Linked DNA regions of Mus musculus: region 1 is linked to region 2. Evidence: chromatin contacts called from public Hi-C data. All regions are on one chromosome and are shown on one strand. The core of a region is the stretch at or near the end of the contact, and the rest is flanking DNA. Distances in the headings are between cores, read along the strand shown. Region 1 holds the start of Galnt10 (polypeptide N-acetylgalactosaminyltransferase 10). Region 2 has its middle 42 kb from the start of Gm51895.

Evidence for each region. Hi-C and Micro-C count contacts between places; a contact is called where the count stands out from the background.
Region 1: a Hi-C map of cerebral cortex shows a contact between it and region 2, with 1.6 times the contacts expected there. The contact joins the promoter of Galnt10 here to the enhancer-like site in region 2. A contact is called at or near these places in 1 of 39 promoter capture datasets (macrophages), 4 of 484 Hi-C or Micro-C datasets (cerebral cortex, nephron progenitors and stem cell-derived neurons) and 1 of 115 datasets of contacts at active chromatin or transcription factors (embryonic stem cells).

What each region holds. Positions count from the first base shown.
Region 1 is chr11:57,643,952-57,646,749 of GRCm38.p6, forward strand. Galnt10 (polypeptide N-acetylgalactosaminyltransferase 10) reads left to right here and starts at 1,491. Exons shown (of 12, transcript NM_134189.2): 1 at 1,491-1,766. The coding sequence starts at 1,608. All of the region lies in intron 2 of 4933424L21Rik (RIKEN cDNA 4933424L21 gene), which reads right to left.
Region 2 is chr11:57,599,377-57,602,231 of GRCm38.p6, forward strand. No RefSeq gene overlaps it. Among named protein-coding and RNA genes, the nearest start is that of Gm51895, 42 kb to the left of the region's middle. Within about 2 kb of position 1,470, at least 59 of the 459 cell types and tissues checked have an H3K27ac peak or open chromatin away from gene starts, as enhancers often do. A contact at or near this core is called in cerebral cortex and stem cell-derived neurons, where this site is marked.

The DNA.
Region 1 (2,798 bases), core at 241-2,740, 45 kb after region 2:
GATTTCCTTAGACATAGAGGTGTACCCTGACATAGACAAAGAGGTTTGGGGGTTTTGTTTGTTTGTTTGTTTTTTAGGTGCAAGAATTTGTATGGTCAACACCACTTGGGGGAACATACAAAGCTAGCAGCAGAACCAAAGAAAGAAAGGCCAGGCAGAGGGGGAAGGAAATATTTGACCTTAGGGAAATACAACCCAGGGACTGTGACTTTAACTGCAATGATGTGAGTGACCTAAGATGAGATTTAAAAAAAAAAATCACTGCTCAGTCTGGTGTTAGACCTGCAAGGTTAGAATTTAGGGCACTAGTCCCGGGATAGTGGTAGCCACAGGGCTCAGTGGCTTCGCTGCAGAAGCAGAGGATAGAGTCAATGCGCGCGCTGGCAGGAAGGCTAGTAAAGAGGAAGCAAGAGAGGAGGGGGAGGAGGGGGCTGCCATTGGGCATCCAGGAGCAAGCTGTTAAAAGACAGGCGCGCAGCAGAGGAGGCTCCCACAGGCTTCATGTGAGCCCAAGTCAGCAGCTCAGAAGCCAGATATTTTTGGACAAGTCAAGGCTCCCTAGTTCTGCTATGCACAGCCGAGCTTTCAGTTCTGCGCACCCCACCCCACCCCACCCCTCCGCCCAGGCTCCAGTGAGAGTTCTGCTTTTCCTTGCTCCTCACTCCTGGCCCAGTATCGGACCCACTGTGGGCGCTCGCTGGTGGTTTGAATTCGAAAGAGGAAAGGACACGAGGTTTCGGGAACGTGCTCTGGGGCACTGTGTCCAGAAGCAGTCCAAGTCCAAGTCCACTGGCTTGCATGTGCGTAAGAATAGCTCTCGCAAAGAGGCTCCGGTCATCTCCTCGATGGTTTTGCAAAGAACCCAGACTAGTGACGGAACATCCAGCACTCCACAGGTTGGAGAGGGGGATGGAAACCCAGCCGCCCACTGAGCGATGCGCAAGGTGCCCTCTGCATACAGGTTGTGGGGAGTCCCCAGGTCAAAGGCAGGTCTGGTTGGCACGTCCCGGGGCAGAACCGGGAAAAGAGTGGACTGCAGCATCCCAGCGCAGTCGGTTGTAGCATGTCCGCACAGTCCCGGGGCTCTCGCTGGCTGAGAACTTGCAGAGAGCCACGCGAATTCCCCGGGGTGTTCCCGATCGCGTGCTCCGCGGCCCCTGCGAGCGCCCAACTCCCTAACTCCGGGACTTTGGCAAAGCTGCAGCGGGCGGGGAGCAGTGGAGAAGCAGGACGCACCATTGGAGCCCACGGGGGGTGTAGCAATCAGGAGCCGGGGCCCTCTTGCATCCTGGAGGACGGAGATGCTCTATGAGTAGATGAAGAATTGAAGGATGGAGGCGAATAGGACTCAACCGTGCATCTGTTGGCGGAAGGCGAGGTGCAGGACGTGGAATGAGATGCCGAGGGATGATGGGGTTGGAGCGCACCCCCACGGCGGTGACACGGTGGAGGCGCCCGGCTCCCCCGCCGGCGAGCAGCGGAAGTGCCGCGGAGTTGGAGCGGGGCCGGCGTCGCGGCCGCTACTGCTGGCCGAACTGCTGCCGCCGCCGGGTGGACGGGCGGACGCGCAAAGCCGGGGGCGGGCGCGGCGGGGCGGACCGGCCCCGATGAGGCGCAAAGAGAAGCGGCTCTTGCAGGCGGTGGCTCTGGCTCTGGCGGCCCTGGTCCTGCTGCCCAACGTGGGGCTTTGGGCTCTGTACCGCGAGCGGCAGCCCGACGGCAGCCCTGGGGGATTGGGGGCGGCGGTGGCCCCCGCGGCGGTTCAGGTGAGTAGTCTGCGGCCGAGAGTTGGGAGTACTCTTTCTCCCACTTCGCTCCCACCCTGCAGTTCCTTGTTCTACCTATCCTTCGTGTCTGCTCTGAGGCATCCCATTTTGGGGATGGCAACATCGAGGCTTAGGGAAGGTCAAAGATTTATCCAGGCTCTTGCTCCAGCCTAAAACAGTGTTCAACCCCAGGCCCTTTCCTTAGTTTACCCCTTTCCTCTTATTGCCGTCTATAATTCCCGGCCTCTTCAGCTCTCTCTTTTTCGGAGGATCCTACCTGCATCTTCGTGCCACCCTGGATTGTTTGTTCTGAGGTAAGAGTGGAGATTCTGGTCCTTCTTGTCGGTGTTCTTCAGATAGTCTCTGCCCCTAGCCTCCACTCTCGCCTGCTGATTCTAATGTTTCAAGTCAGACCAGATCCTTCCTGGTTTGCTGTCTGCACAGGCACTCGTAGGTCTCCCATCTGGAGCGAGCTTTCTCTTCTCTCTTCTCTTCTCTTCTCTTCTCTTCTCTTCTCTTCTCTTCTCTTCTCTTCTCTTCTCTTCTCTTCTCTTCTCTTCTCTTCTCTTCTCTTCTCTTCTCTTCTCTTCTCTTCTCTTCTCTTCTTCTCCTTCCCTCCCCTTTTCCCTCCTTCCTTCCTTCCTTCCTTCCTGTGTATGTGTACCTTACCTACATGTATGTCTGTCTGCACCACACAGGTGCATGGTGCTCATTGAGGTCAGAAGAGGGCACAGGCTCCCCCAAAACTGGGGTTACAGATGGCTCTGAATCACAGTGTGGTTGCTGGGAATCTAACCTGGAAGACCAGCCACTGCTTCTAAACAAGTGATCCATCTCTCTCCCCACCTCCCACATCACCCAGTCTTTATCCTAGTCAAATTCTGTGCCTCTCTCGAGAATACTGAGCCCAGGCCCCATTGAACTTGCCACCTTTGACATGAGTCTAGCAGCTCTGGTGGAGGACTCTCCAAATGTCTCAGAGCCACAGGTGTCAAACACCCCCAGGACAGAACACCTCCAGCCTTCCTTCTT
Region 2 (2,855 bases), core at 220-2,719:
AGGTAGTCCCAGTCATTTGGAATAAAGGTTTCCAATTGACTATAAACTGTGTCTGAGTGGTCCTCTCTGGTGAGCTTCTGTCCTGTGTGGCTTCTAAAAGCATGTCAAAGATCTTCTCATGCTGAGTTACATCCTCCAGACAGGATCCCTAGTGAGAGCCGCTCCAGCGGGAAACTAGCTTTGTTCCAGAGGAATGAAAGAATCCTCTTTCCAGTCCTGCAGAGTGTAGGGACACGCCTTGCTAAACTATGCGATTCTGTGCAGCAAGGAGGCTCCTTGTGGCTTCTATCACATCAGGCTTGAGGAGAGATAGCTCAGTTAGGGGAGTGCTTGCCCTGCAAACCTGGAACCTGAATTCAATCCCTAGAGCTCGCATTACTAAAACACCAGGTGTGTTTGCACACACTAGTTTATCTGGCCAGAGATATTCGAATAGTCCACATGTGTGCATTCACCCTTACATTTGTGGCCTTTAAGCATATGAGGTATCATACAGTAGATACTGTTGGCATCAGGACCTCTGAAACCTGTGACATCATATAGGCGAGACCCGCAGACCTGTTGCCAAGGCAACAGCCACCATATTCCCAGAATCCACCTGGCTCATCTCCCACCTTTACCTGTGTTAATGTCATTACCCACATATATAAAGAAAAGGCCCCCATCTCTCTCTCTCTCTCTCTCCCTCTCTCCCTCTCTCCCTCCCCCTCCCTCTCCCTCCCTCTTTCTCTCTCTCTCTTTCCCCCTTCTCTTTCTGCCGCCACTTTGTCCCTCTCTCTCCCAATAAACCTCTTACACATGGAACTGTTTTAGCCTGGTGTGCTGCGTTTAGACTCGAGCCGCTATTTTAACACATCAGACACCAACCTGGGATTGTTCAAGGGCACACTCACAGAGGCCCTGTGCCGTTCCACTCTTGTTAAACGTCCAGACCCACGGCAATCAGTGCCTGAAGACATTTTCAGGCTGGGAGACTAAGCTGAATGGACTATTACTGTTGAGTGATTCAGAAACGCCAGGCAGGGGGAGGGGAATCTTTCTTTTACTTTTGTGGGTTTGTTTGTTTGTTTGAGTTTGAAGCTTTACTCATTTATTTTATTGTTTTATTGGGCTGTTGATTTTCTGTAAAGTTTCTTGTTTGTTTGCTTGTGAGGCAGTGTTTCATGTATGGTAGGTAGGTCTCCAATTTACTATGTAGCTGAGCTTGGCTTCTGCCGGTCTTGCCACCCCCCCCCTCCCCCCAAGTACTGAAATACAGGCGTTTGCACCATACTCCACTGGGAAGAACTTAGACATGGTTTGGCTCAACCTCATCCAGACCCAAAATGAGAAAGTGAGGCTGGGGGTGGCCCCATAGGGAGCTAATTTAAGTCTGAATTGAGAATAAGGCCCCCCGGGGAGCCCTTGGCCAGGCTTCTCCTTTCTGTTTGGCAAGATCAGAAGAAACCCTAGCCAGCACTCAGCAGGGCAAGCGCTTGCTGGGGCTGTGCCTGCAGTAATGCACTCCCAGGCAGGCTGGGGTGAGACAGATTATGTAGGTCATTTGGAAATCAGAAAAGCCAGCCCAGACCCTTTGCATAAAGGCTGCTTCATTTGGTCCCAGAAGATTGGATTAACATTGATTGCAGGCCCAGAGCACGGGGATAAAGAGAGTCTAAGCCAAGCACTGAGCTCTGGGTCCAGTCTCCACTGCAGTGTCTGGGGCTCCCTAAGCCAAGGGGGGCTTCCAAGAGCCTGTGTGGGCCAGCCTTCCTAGTGGGCAGAAAGCTGGAATGGCATCAAGAGGCAAGGCTGGGAAGAGGGAGATGAGAGCAAAATAAAGCCCTGGTCACTGATGGCTCTTATCTTATCCTTCAATACACAGGCAGATGTACGTACACACACACACACACACACACACACACACACACAGTCACAACGTCCAGGAGCACAGGGATCCAATATCTCAGCTGTGACTCTGCCCAGTACAAGTATCTTACTAATTCAGTAAATATTTGTGACTACCGTCAATGCACACACTTACCATTCCTTCCTACAGGGACTCATGGTGTACACTCTCCCAGATTCCAGTTAAACTACCTCCAGTCTGTCTCTTATCCTTTCCTTCCATCTCTCCAGCCTTCTCTAGTGAGACTCCCACCCCAAGGCTTAGTCAGACAAACTCCAAATGCAAGTCCACTCTTAGAGTTGCATGATTGTTATCCCAGCTTGCAGGAGGCTCCAAGGCCACCCTGAGATACATAATGGGACATTGTCTCAAAACTTTAATTAAAATTAATCCCTTAAAATAGAGCCTGCACCACACACGGAAGCTGACATTGACAATGTGGATGAGCTAGCCATGCATGCAACCGTGTTGCCTGTTAGAGACAGGAGGAGGCCGTGGAAGGAGGCTCTGAGATGCCTCACAGACTTCGGTTCAAATCCTGTCTCTGCTGCTCACTAGCTTCACATCTTAGTATGCTACTTGGCTCCCCAGAGTCCAGCAAAATCCATACAGGCAAGCATCAGGCCCTCCTCACAGGCCTGTGAGTCTGAAAGAAGCAAGCCTGAAATGCCACAAGGGCAGGGAACTCGTCTGTTTGCTCACTGATAAGGCTCAGCACCTAGAACCCAACCTGTTACAAGGAGGCAATCAACAAGCATTAATTTTATGAATGGATAACAGTAAGAAAGGTCATTGTCATGGTTTGAATGGGATTGGGTGTGTCTCCCAGAGGGCCATGCAGTGCAGATGAGTTCCCTAACAGTGATGAGAGGATGGAGCCTTAAGAGGTGGGACTTAGTGGAAGTAGTTAGGTCATTGGAAGGCATTGCCTTCAGAAGGGATTAATGTAGTTCCCTAGGGACCCAGG